2 separate regions of the Mus musculus genome follow, and region 2 is linked to region 1. A link is a contact called in public HiCAR-type data. All regions are on one chromosome and are shown on one strand. The core of a region is the stretch at or near the end of the contact, and the rest is flanking DNA. Distances in the headings are between cores, read along the strand shown.

Region 1 (5,901 bases), core at 2,179-4,678:
AAGTATGATGTCTCCAGGTTTGGTTCTTAAGATCACTGGTTCACTGGGCAGTTTTTTTAGCTTAATGTTTGTTTTAGGTCAATTTGCTTTTATTTCAATAAAATTAACCATTGTAATTTTACAGGGGTTGTGCTAAGTCTATAAATATCCTTGAATAGTATAGTCATTTTCATAATGTTACTTTTCCAATCTATGAACATAGCATGTCCTTCATACCTGTGGGTATTATTTCATTTATTTTTCAATTTAATAATTTGAAGTTTTCTTTGTCCATGTTTTTTCTTTTGCACAATTTTTATTCTTTTTGTTCTACTATGACCAGCACATGAGAAAAGTGTCACCAGTAGGCACTCTTGCCTTATCACTACCCCAGAGTAAAATCCATCAGAGTTTCAATGTATAAAATTATATTACTGTGGGCTTGTTTTTTGTTGAGTTAACGTTCTCTTTTATCTAAGTTTTACAGTGTTTTAATAAGAAGAACATTTGACTTTTCTTAATTCAGCATTGTCTTAATGGTACAGATTTAATAACAAGAACATTTGATTTTTCTTTTTTAATTCTTCATTGTCTTAATGTTACAGATGGTAAAATTCAAGTCTCATGTTTCTGCCTATTTACCATTTACACTTTGATTTATATTAACTGTTCCTCTTATTATAGGCTACTATGAAAAGATTTCACACATATATTCAAATTGTTTTCATTTCTTTTCTAAAACCTAAATCAAGCTTCAGGTGATAAAATTCTTATTTTATGACAGTTTATTTTGTCATTCCTATCTTTACTCAAGAGAGTACAAAGTTTGTTTTCATAATAAATCCTCTACCACATATACACCAGAGATCCTTATTTGAAAGTACAATAACAAATGACTCTTAAGAGACAAAGATGAATCCTAACTTCTGTCTATCTCCACTCATACTGACATGTTAGTATGAACTGTAAACTGCAATATGTAGTGGAATGGAGTTAGAATTCCAGTTGGTCATGATTCTTTCCTTCTGCACATTGTATCTCATATTTAGAAAACAGAACAAACAAAACAAAAACAGCTAGCCACGGCTCAAGCAACTGCTTTAGGAATCTGAGTGTGGATCTTTAATAGACTTCAACACATGAATGTAAATTACATGTACCATAGATTTCCTTTATGTGTAACAAATTGTAAGAAAAAATGTTTTGATTGTTTACTAATATATTTGATATTTGAAAGTCAGAGACATTTCAATCCAAGTGTTGACATGATTGAACAAATTATGGCCCCAAATGCTTTTCACTCCAGCATTTAATTTATTCTGAGATGAATGAATGTACTAAAGTAAAAATTATTTATTCTAAAGTAGTTTAGGACTTGTGAAATCTGATTTTTGTTGCCCAAAATTTGCTGCACTGTCATAACCTCTATAGATTTGCTAGATATAAATAGGTTAACAACCAAATTCTTCCTTTAATCTTAGAAAAAGTCTGGATAAATGAAATACATTATGGGCATTTTAGATGGCTAGGTGAACAAATTAAAATGCAATGTTTGTTAGTGATGAGATTGTGGTATGTTATTGTTGTTTTGCATAGAAACTTATATTTTAAGAGAAAATATGATCAATCCGTTTTATCATGTGTGTGTGTGTATGTGTGTGTGTGTGTGTATTCATTCTATTTTTAATATATACAATTTTTTTTGAGTGGTGCTGTGGATCAAACCTAAATAGTCATACATGGTAAAAAAAAAATGTACTCACTGATGTTTTATGTTCTATCACCCAGAAAAAAAAAAACTTTGTTTTAAATATGCATAAAAGCAAAAGTGCAATGATATGTATACAAGCCTTTTTACTTTTGGTCTCTATTTTTAACTAGGGAGACTGTAGCTTGTTCTATTCCTCTGTTTTTCTCTTATAACTAACTTCCTTGTCTTGGTTAAGCAAGAACCCTAGTAACAAGCATAGGGATAAAGAATACAACAAAAAAAGTCATTATTTTACAAATTACTGGGGGTAAAAGCCATTCAATCAAGTATATTGAAATGACAAAACAAAACAAAACAAAACAAACAAAAAAGCTAACGAGCACTTAAATTTAGCCTGATATTTTAATAAATTCTTGATAAGAACACACAATATCATTTTCTTGTTAGGATTTTTTCTAGCATACTAATACTGATACATTATTCATTTTCATTTTCTTTGGTGGAGGAAAGATGGTTCAAAGGTCCCTACTTTCTGTTTGGAGGGGATTTTGCACATTCAAAGAAAGTCTGGAAACCTTGTCACACTTTCCTGCCAAAACAGCTTGTTAAGAATTCTAAGAATTTGATTACAGTCCTTGAAGCTCTTCAGTGCCATAATGCCACCATTAACATACTTTAGATAGATAGATAGATAGATAGATAGATAGATAGATAGATAGATAGATAGATAGATAAATAGATAGATAGATGATAGAAAATAGATGAGCTTATACAGTAACTTTCTTTTTTGTAATGTAATGCTTTAAATTTGATAATCCATACCTAGATTTATAATGAACTTTTGAAAGTCCTTATCTCCTAACATCCTTAGTTCATCTCAGGATGTTAATATGTTTTCAGTTTTCGTGCACTTTTTTAAGGTTATATACTGTGACTTTGTAAATATTCAACCTGAATGCAGTTAAAAAAATGTCACTGTTTTCTTGCATTATGTCGCATCAAACGCTATTTTATGGCTCTCCAGTCATTTAAAGCCTTAATATCAATGGAGCAAAGAAAAGACCTCTGCCTACTACCTGAGGATAATTCTACCATTATGGAGGATTAATGGAGTAAGGGTAAAAACCAAGCTCATCCCTGTTCTTTTTGACATGGTGATAATTTAACCCTGGACCTCTGACACAGCTATCATGAACTGATATAAATGGAAACCCTGTGTCTGTTTTGAAAACACCCAGGACCCCAACTAAAAGTGGGGGAAGGAGTTCCTTTTAAAAAAAAGAAAGAAAGAAAAGCAGATGTGATTTTTTTTCTACTCTGATTATAACCAGTTTTGTCATATTGAACTAAGCACCATAAAGTATGCTTAAATATAATAATAAATAAAATCTCCTTCCCTCCCTCTCTCCCTCCCTCCCTCCCCTCTTCCTCCTCCTCCTCCTTCTTCCTCTCTCTCTCTTCCTCTCTCTCTCTTCCTCTCTCTCTCTCTCTCTCTCTCTCTCTCTCTCTCTCTCTCTCTCTCTCTCTCTCTCCCCTCAGAGCAAGCGGGAAGCAAGCCAGTGCAAGGTTCCGGGTTTCCTAACGCCCCGCCCGTCCTCCTTAGCGCAGCTACAATCTCTTGATCCCTGGGTTCTTTGGTAGCTCTGTCTTGCAAGAAGCAATCTCTGTCCGTTGGTCCCCACTGGGGCGGCCCTTGGCACGTCTGCTCTCCTCTGCTGACTCCGCCCCGCATCTGTCCAAACCAGCCTCGCGTCAGAGCTGAGCACAGCGGCGCGGCTGCCAGTCAGTCCCTCCGGACCTGCGGAGAGAGCCTCAGGCTGCAGAAATCACCGCGCCTCACTCGGTCCGTACCCAGTGGTCATCTTGGGGATATGGGCGGTCTCCCGTTCCCTACGCATGTTTCTGTGTGTCTGTCTCTCTGTGTGATCGGCTGCCAGCAGCCTGCCTGCCAGTTCCAGTGCACCAAGTGTTTTGTGTGCCCTTTAGCTGATGCTGAATGCAGAGAGGCCTTAGTGTGCTGCAAGCCCTCCTGACATAGGCAGGCGGAGGAATACACACTTGGTCCCTTGCTCTGGGTGGCTGACATGTTTAAACCCACAGGAGCTCAAGGCCTATGATTTTGCAGAAAGCCAGTCACAAGGCCTCTGTTGGTGAAGCTAGATGTGGGGAACCAGTCAGACCCTTGGTGATATCTTTAATTATAAAGGGGTAGGGAATATTGCATTTGTAATACAGGCTTTTGAAACTGATTTTAAATCTGAAGGGGTAAAAATCTGTAAGTCTTCTTATGGAGAACAGATTGCTTATTGGGTTGCCTTTTTGTCTGATGTATTTGTTCTGAGCCTGCTGACCAGCTGTTTCTGAACTTCATTTTCTCAGCCTCAGCCTCAACAGTGATCTGAGTCTGCTTTTAGCTTCCCTTCACCTGCCTTGGCTTGTTTCTGTTCAAGAACAGCTGTTTGGCCTATAGATTAGAAAAAGTGCACCCCCTCCCTACTCTGTCCCAAGAGATCATCTTCTAAGTGCTCAGAGATGAGTGGGGAGCCTAATACTGCTGGCAAGAAAAAGAAGTACCTCAAGGCTGCCCTGTATGTAGGTGACTTGGACCCTGACGTCACAGAGGACATGCTCTATAAGAAGTTCAGACCTGCTGGCCCTCTGCGCTTCACTAGAATCTGTCGTGACCCAGTGACCCGCAGCCCCCTGGGTTATGGTTATGTTAATTTCCGCTTTCCTGCAGATGCTGAATGGGCATTGAACACAATGAATTTTGATTTAATTAATGGTAAACCATTTCGCCTCATGTGGTCACAGCCAGATGACCGTTTAAGAAAGTCTGGAGTTGGAAATATATTCATCAAAAACTTGGATAAGACCATAGACAATAGGGCCTTATTTTATTTATTTTCGGCTTTTGGGAACATTCTTTCCTGTAAAGTCGTATGTGATGACAATGGCTCTAAGGGTTATGCTTATGTCCACTTCGATAGCCTTGCTGCTGCCAATAGGGCTATCTGGCACATGAATGGAGTGCGGCTCAATAACCGCCAGGTATATGTTGGTCGATTCAAATTTCCTGAAGAGAGAGCAGCAGAAGTCAGAACCAGAGAAAGAGCAACATTTACCAATGTTTTCGTAAAAAACTTTGGAGATGACATTGATGATGAAAAACTAAACAAACTTTTCAGTGAATATGGGCCAACTGAGAGTGTTAAAGTCATAAGAGATGCCACTGGGAAATCTAAAGGCTTTGGATTTGTAAGATATGAAACACATGAAGCTGCCCAAAAGGCTGTGCTAGAACTGCATGGCAAGTCAATAGATGGGAAAGTCCTATGTGTAGGGAGAGCACAGAAGAAAATTGAACGCCTGGCTGAATTAAGGCGGAGATTTGAACGGCTGAAATTAAAAGAAAAAAATAGGCCTTCAGGAGTGCCTATCTATATTAAGAACTTGGATGAGACCATCAATGATGAGAAACTAAAGGAGGAATTTTCTTCATTTGGATCAATCAGTCGAGCCAAAGTGATGATGGAAGTGGGACAAGGAAAAGGGTTTGGTGTTGTCTGCTTTTCTTCTTTTGAAGAGGCGTGCAAAGCAGTGGATGAAATGAATGGTCGCATAATAGGCTCCAAGACATTGCATGTCACTCTGGGGCAAGCTAGGCACAGGTGGTGAAAATTACTATGAGCAATTTGTTTAGCCTTAGCCAGTGCCTACATAGCTTGGGCTCCTTTGTGACAGAGGTTATTTTCTCTCAATTCATAGGTTTGTTTTCTTTCTTTTTATTTTATTTATTTATTTTATGACACTTTCTTTTGGAAACAAAGTATACATAGAAAATCTTGTTCATTTTGGTGACAAACATAATTTATAAATGTAAAATGTCATTTTGTACAATTTTTATAAGATCTTTATCCTTAGAATAAAATTTATCATCTTTATTTTTTCTAAGTATCCTGAATGAGGAAAATGATTATATTTTCTTTATTTTCATAATACTAACTTAATTTCTTCTATGAAAATATTCTTAAGAGATTCCTTATTTCTGATTCTGGCACAGTGAAAAGTCAACCGTTGCTTTTTAAAGAAAAAGTGAATGGATAGGGGCCACTTAAAATTTCTCCATAATTTCATTTTAAATTATGATTTAAATTGAATAGTACTTAAAACATATGAGGCATTTTTCCTTTATTTTTTGTATCTGTTTT
Region 2 (5,750 bases), core at 1,881-4,380, 360 kb after region 1:
ATGCATAGTGGAATTATCGTTCAGGCTCCTAATTGGAACACAGAAAAAAATGCAATAAATACCATAGTTGCTCCATATCATTTTTTGTAACAACACATTGGCAGAGTGTCCTTTTGACTTTTGAAATCTTTGTTAATTGTAAGATTTCTTATAGAATTTACATTTTGATAAGCTACCATCACACAACCTGAAACCATATGTTAATGGAGAACAAACAGTATTATAAACAGTACAAGCTTGGGTTTTCCAACTCTAGATTTTATAGCTATAACACCTTAGGCATTTTTATGTATTCTTATTTCCTTACTTGAGAAGCTCATAATATCTATCTCAAGAAGTAGTTTTTGAGGATTAATAGAACTATTTAATAATGCAGACAGTCCATAAATTCATTTAGTCACGGAGGGTCCTTCTCTCTGCAGGAAATGCAAGGTTCTTATCAGTTCTTTCATAGTTAGAATTCAGTCTGCTTTTGCCAGGTGTCCTGGCTTCTGCTTATTTCATTGCTCACTGGTGCCACCATCAGTCAGAATACAGGCAAGAAAAAATTGGGGAAATTTCTTTTATTATTTTGAGATGTGGATTTCTGTCAGTCTTTTCAACAAACTGCATTTTTTTCCCTTGGAGGATTTTCAGGGTTACTTAGTTCAACTTGTAGAGTCTTCATGGTCTATGAGGAATGCTTCTATGCTATAGAGATGATTTTCTTTTTGGCTATACACATAAAATGAAATATTGCACTCTACACTCCATACTAACTATTAAACGTTTATTTGGCTGAATGCTTAATCCACTCTGAACAGAATGACAGACTAAACTTAAGAGTATAAATCCTTATACAAGTTACATGTGTTTTACAAACATTCGTTCAGGAATTATAGGACACACTTAATAATGTTAACAACATAATTCTGTCATGATGATAGCTTTAATAACAGGTAATGACTATTTATCTCCCCTTACATCAAACTGAGATGGAAATCTTAAGAAAGCAATTGATTGATATCTACTACAGGTGTTATGAGGAATAATTGGTGCTTTGAAGGTATCACTGTGACATAGATTTGCCACACTATTTTAGATCAACCAGTGATTTTATTTTCATTGAGTTACTGCTATCCCTTATGAAAGTGTCACAGAACAGTTCAACATCCAAGAGGCAGAACAGTAACATTTGACAGCATCTGATTTCATCTCATACACATTTCCTTGCTCTGACAAAGAGAACAGAGGCCACTGCTAGATATTCTGAATAATGAAGTCAGAAATACAACAGGAATAAAATGTAATGCTAAAGTGTCTCCCTGGACCCATATAAGAAAATACGTCCTTGTGTTTTATTTCACGAAGACTGTACTGAACTGCCGTGTTGAGGTTTCTCTTCAGCAGTGGCTTCAGGTATAAGAAATAAAATACAACAAAAATGTTTGAGGAATTTAGAAAGCAAGACTTTAAATTAAAATTAAAAACTACAATTGGAAATTGGAAGGGGGTTAGGAAAAGAGAGTGGGGTTTAGTGGAGCAAAGATTCATAAAATTTTGCCCTCAAAGGAACTTTCTGTAAAAATTCTGTTTGTGAAAATCAGCCAGCAATAACTAGCAGATTATTTTTTTATACTCTGTTCCTTTGCAGATGCAACCTCTTATTCTATTTCCCCATCAGTGTACAAGATTAAAATCAAATGTACATCAAATTGAGATGGAAATCTTAAGGAAGTATTAACAGAATTCATTGATTTTAGTGTCTGAAAGCAGTGTACTTTTTCTTGTTTTATTTCAGAAAAAAAAAAAGCAAAACCAAAAACCGAAATCCAAAACCAAAACTCAGTTTTCCCTTTCAAAACTAAACTGAAGAACCAGAAATGTAAGGTTTTTTTACACATTAAGAAAAGAAAGTGAATTTTTTTCTAAAACACACATATTTTGTGCAGACTAATTTAGACAATTCACTTGTCTCATTTCCTGGCCTCTAGGTAAATATAAAGACATCCTCTTTGAAATTAGAACCAGAGAGGTCTGGGTGTTATTATGTTTTTGAGCCTATTCTATAGGTAGGGAATTAACTTCTGTTTCTTGTTATTCATGAGTTATCTGAGCCACACACCTGACACAGTGACCCTTGTTGCTTTAGTGCTCTCCAGAGACCTGACACCCTATGCCAGGCAGGCTTCACCATCTGAGATGCCAAGCTTATTGGCAAGCATTAGGGTTGCAGCTCCAGGCTGTGCTCTTCCTTGTCTGGTATCCTTTCCTGCTTTCAAACGGCATTGTTCACACAGTGACACCACCCCACCCCCTCAAAGGGTCACAGACATGATCTGTTTAATGATACCCTTAGTTTTGCTCTGGGATAGCCAAATGTCGTATTTCCTCCGCAGACACTCACTCCACCCTACACCACACAGGAGAATGTGTGTGGACAGGCAGCCAAGATTTCTGAGACCTCTCACAACTGGATATGGTATATTCAGAAACAGGCACTTGGCTCAAATTGCGGGTTCTCCTGGATCTTGCTCCTACTTCCTCTAGTGTGCCCTAAGTACCCTTTGTATAAGAAAATGGTGTTACTTGCTGTTAGTTCTCTAGCTGGAGTCAGCGGAGCTTGAGGAATCCTGAGAAAGGCACGCATACCAAGAAAAATCAAACTTCTGTAAGATGATGTAAACGAGTGAAACTTAAAGAGGAGAACTAAAGTGCAAGGAGAGGGGGGACCACCCGGGGGAGGAATGCTTGCCCTGCTTATTTTGTTCAGTTTGTTCCCCTAAGCATCCAGTCCCATAAAGGAGCGTGCAGGCAAAACGCTTTCTGCCTCCTTCTCTGGGCCACAAGATGTAACTTCCCAAGCTTACCTCAGTCTCGCCCCCGCACCGCTCCTGAGGTTCTTCATCCTCTGGGAGAGGCGGCCTCCTGAGCTGGAGTGGGAAGAGGGGTGCAGGGAGTGGGGACAAAAGGGGGGTACCCATCAGTTGGTGCTGCGCCATCCCCTCCCAGCAGGCGGCTAGGGCACTCGTTCACTCCTTTTCCCCCCCCCCCGCCTTCCACTCGCTCACCCCCCTTCTGTCCCCCTTCCCCCTCCTGTCTAGTCCCTCCCCCTCGCCATTGAAAAGGGCTGGCTTGGCAGTGGCTCCTTGCAGTCGACGAACTGTCAGGGCGGGAGTAGCTGTGAGCCAGAGCAGCCAGCAGCGGCCCGCGCAGCAAAGCGGAAAGCTAGGCTACCAGAGTGCAAGGAGTCTCAGTGGCAGAAGCTACTCAGGCGACACAGGCAGCCCAGCTAGCCCGGGCCGCCCGACCAGCCTCACAAACAGCCTCCAAGACAAACAGCTGCTCTGCGGACTGCGAGCTGTGGCGGTAGATCCCGCTACAGCAATCGCAGTCTCTGTGGAGCGGGCGGAAGCCTTTTTTTCTCCTTTTTCGTTCCCCTCTTCATACTACTCAAAGAGGAGTCTAAACAGTAGGTAAGTATCGGGTTCGGTTCGGGAGCTAAAGCCGCTGAGGCTGGGGACTCATGGCATGTCCTGCGCTTAGGACGCGGTGACTGCTTGCGCCTGGGATCTGGGCAGTTGACCATAGCATGCTTTTAGAGACCTACTGGTGCCCTCCCTTCCGGGTTCTGTTCCCTAGAGGTAAGAAAAAGAGCAAACCCGGGAGATGAGCTCCCAAAGAAAATCTTTTGACACTGCCTCCACTCGGTTTGGTTACTTTGCTAAAACTCTCACTTTTGTCAGAAAAGTGTCCGCGCATGAATTTCTCCGACATGGGTTGTGCAAAAAGGTCTTTCACTTTAATTGATTCTTCCAGCTTCAGCGAAGCTGAATGAAACTCTGATCTGGGAAAGTGCGGGGATGCAGAGTTGACGCCCCAGACCATTAGGGGAGACACCTGGAGCAAGTCCAGCTGAGGGGCAGTGTGCCTCAGCAGTGAATCCGCGGTGGACCCTGGAAGCTGGCCCAGCTGCGCTCCTCTCTGGGGTCTCCGATTTGAGTCCAGGTTTGATAGCGCAACCCGGTTGGGGAGCGACCCTTGCCGCAGGGCTTCGGAAAACTGTGCGCACAGCAGGGCGCCCAGCGTCTACTGGATTGGTCCTCCTGGTATGATCCCATTTCTTCCTGCCCTGGGACCTAGTGGATGTAGAGATGGTAGGTGTGAGAAATTCTGTCCCCCCTTTATAAATGCAACTTCGTATAAACCAGCAGCTGAAAATCAATATTCTTTTTTTTTTAATTTGGGGGGGGGGAGACTTACAAAGTCAAGCCCAACATAAAAGGGTTCCTCTATTCTCTAGAGAAATGACTCGGAATTCCTTAGCCAAAAGAACGCCCACCTATGTCATAAATACCTGGCGTTTTTCAAGAGAGAATCAAAAAGCAGTTCCCTCCACAAAGGAAGGATCTTCCTAGAGCTTGTAAAGAAAGGCCCCCTTTCCCCCCAAAAAATGTCTCTTGCTTAGAGCTTCATTGGAAAAGGTGACTTTAAAAAACGGCTACATTGCTTTAGAGACTTTGGAAGAGCGCAGCAACAGTATACCTCCAGTTGGAGACACTACTCTGTGAGCGCAGTCACAAAGCTACTAGTCCCTGGGGTGTCAATGTCCCAGAGTGCATGGCAGGATCCATTTCTGTGTCTCCCCCAAGGAAAGACTTTTTAGGGGTTGAGTGAAGATGGCCCCTTTGCTGCCTCTGATTTATTCCAGGCTCCACTAGGTTAGCTGCCTTTGCGGCTTGGGGTGTGGGGCACTGGGATGTGTGCTTGGAGTATGTGAGCGCGCGCCTCCAGGCGGGCACTCGCCTCTGCGAGCGGGGTGTCCTTCCAAAATGTCTCAGGGGGGCTGGGAGTCCAAACTTGCGCCATTGCGGCACCCACTAACAACGTAAATCAGGGAGAGCAGGGGGGTCTAGTACAAAAGAAAAAAATAATAAAGAAAATTAAAGGGTAACAGAAGCAAATGATGAAGGAAAAAAATTAAAAAAAAAAAAAAAACATAACGCTGTCCTTTCCCTTACTGTGAGGAAACTTTCCAAAGGCAGATTTATATCAGCTTGGGGGCTGTTTCTTTACAATGGACCCAGTGTGAAAAAAGTGTTTGAGAATCTAGGCCATGGGCAACGGGGCAAAAAAATAGGAGAGTAATGGGGACAGAGGACCCCTGAGTGTGGTACTAGCTCTGCAACCAGCAAACAACCTGAGGAGCAGGCAGATAATTCTGAACACAGCACAGTGTAACGCCAAAAAAGGGTGAAAATGCTAGGTGTCTTACTTGTCATTCAAAAAACAAAACAAAAAAAAAAAAAAAAAGGAAAGAAAGAGAAAAAGGAAGAGAAAAAGTGAGTAAAACAAGTGTGACTCAAGAGTGAATAAAGGAGTTGGGGAGATGCGCTGGTTGGCGCCTCTGCAACTTTGGAAGATGTGCACTTTTAATCACGTTTGAAACAAATTCACAAATTCCCACGGCCAAGGCTCTAGCCTCAGGGCTGTCTTTGCCTGTGTTTTTGTGCGGGGGGAAGCTTTTGAAAGCTTGGGAAAGTAACTGATAGTGTGTCCGTGTTTCACCTTTCTTGTCTTTGGTTCATCCGAGGCAGAACTGACAGTGTGCGGGCGGTTTTGAGAAAGAACCAGGAGATGAAGGAGCCAAGGTCTAAATCTACCTTTCTCCTGCTGCTAAATTAAGAACTGCCGCGCCCAGCTCAAGTCCCGGCGCCGCCGCCAGGGCGCTGAGTTCGCCAAGCGGCTCGCTAGAGCCTCAGAGAGCGAGC

Evidence for each region. HiCAR-type assays count read pairs that join an accessible place to other places.
Region 2: a HiCAR-type map of astrocytes shows a contact between it and region 1, with 3 times the contacts expected there. The contact joins the promoter of Pcdh11x here to the promoter of Pabpc5 in region 1. A contact is called at or near these places in 5 of 39 promoter capture datasets (the C10 cell line, hippocampal neurons, liver and 1 more), 2 of 484 Hi-C or Micro-C datasets (cerebellum and embryonic stem cells) and 2 of 115 datasets of contacts at active chromatin or transcription factors (astrocytes and large pre-B cells).

Annotation. Positions count from the first base shown.
Region 1 is chrX:119,923,768-119,929,668 of GRCm38.p6, forward strand. It overlaps Pabpc5 (poly(A) binding protein, cytoplasmic 5), which reads left to right and starts at 3,429. Exons shown (of 2, transcript NM_053114.2): 1 at 3,429-3,533; 2 at 4,070-5,901. The coding sequence starts at 4,223. The coding sequence ends at 5,368.
Region 2 is chrX:120,287,197-120,292,946 of GRCm38.p6, forward strand. Pcdh11x (protocadherin 11 X-linked) reads left to right here and starts at 3,131. Exons shown (of 7, transcript NM_001271809.1): 1 at 3,131-3,455. It overlaps Gm30577 (a long non-coding RNA gene), which reads right to left and starts at 3,038. Exons shown (of 4, transcript XR_387050.3): 1 at 2,850-3,038; 2 at 1-28.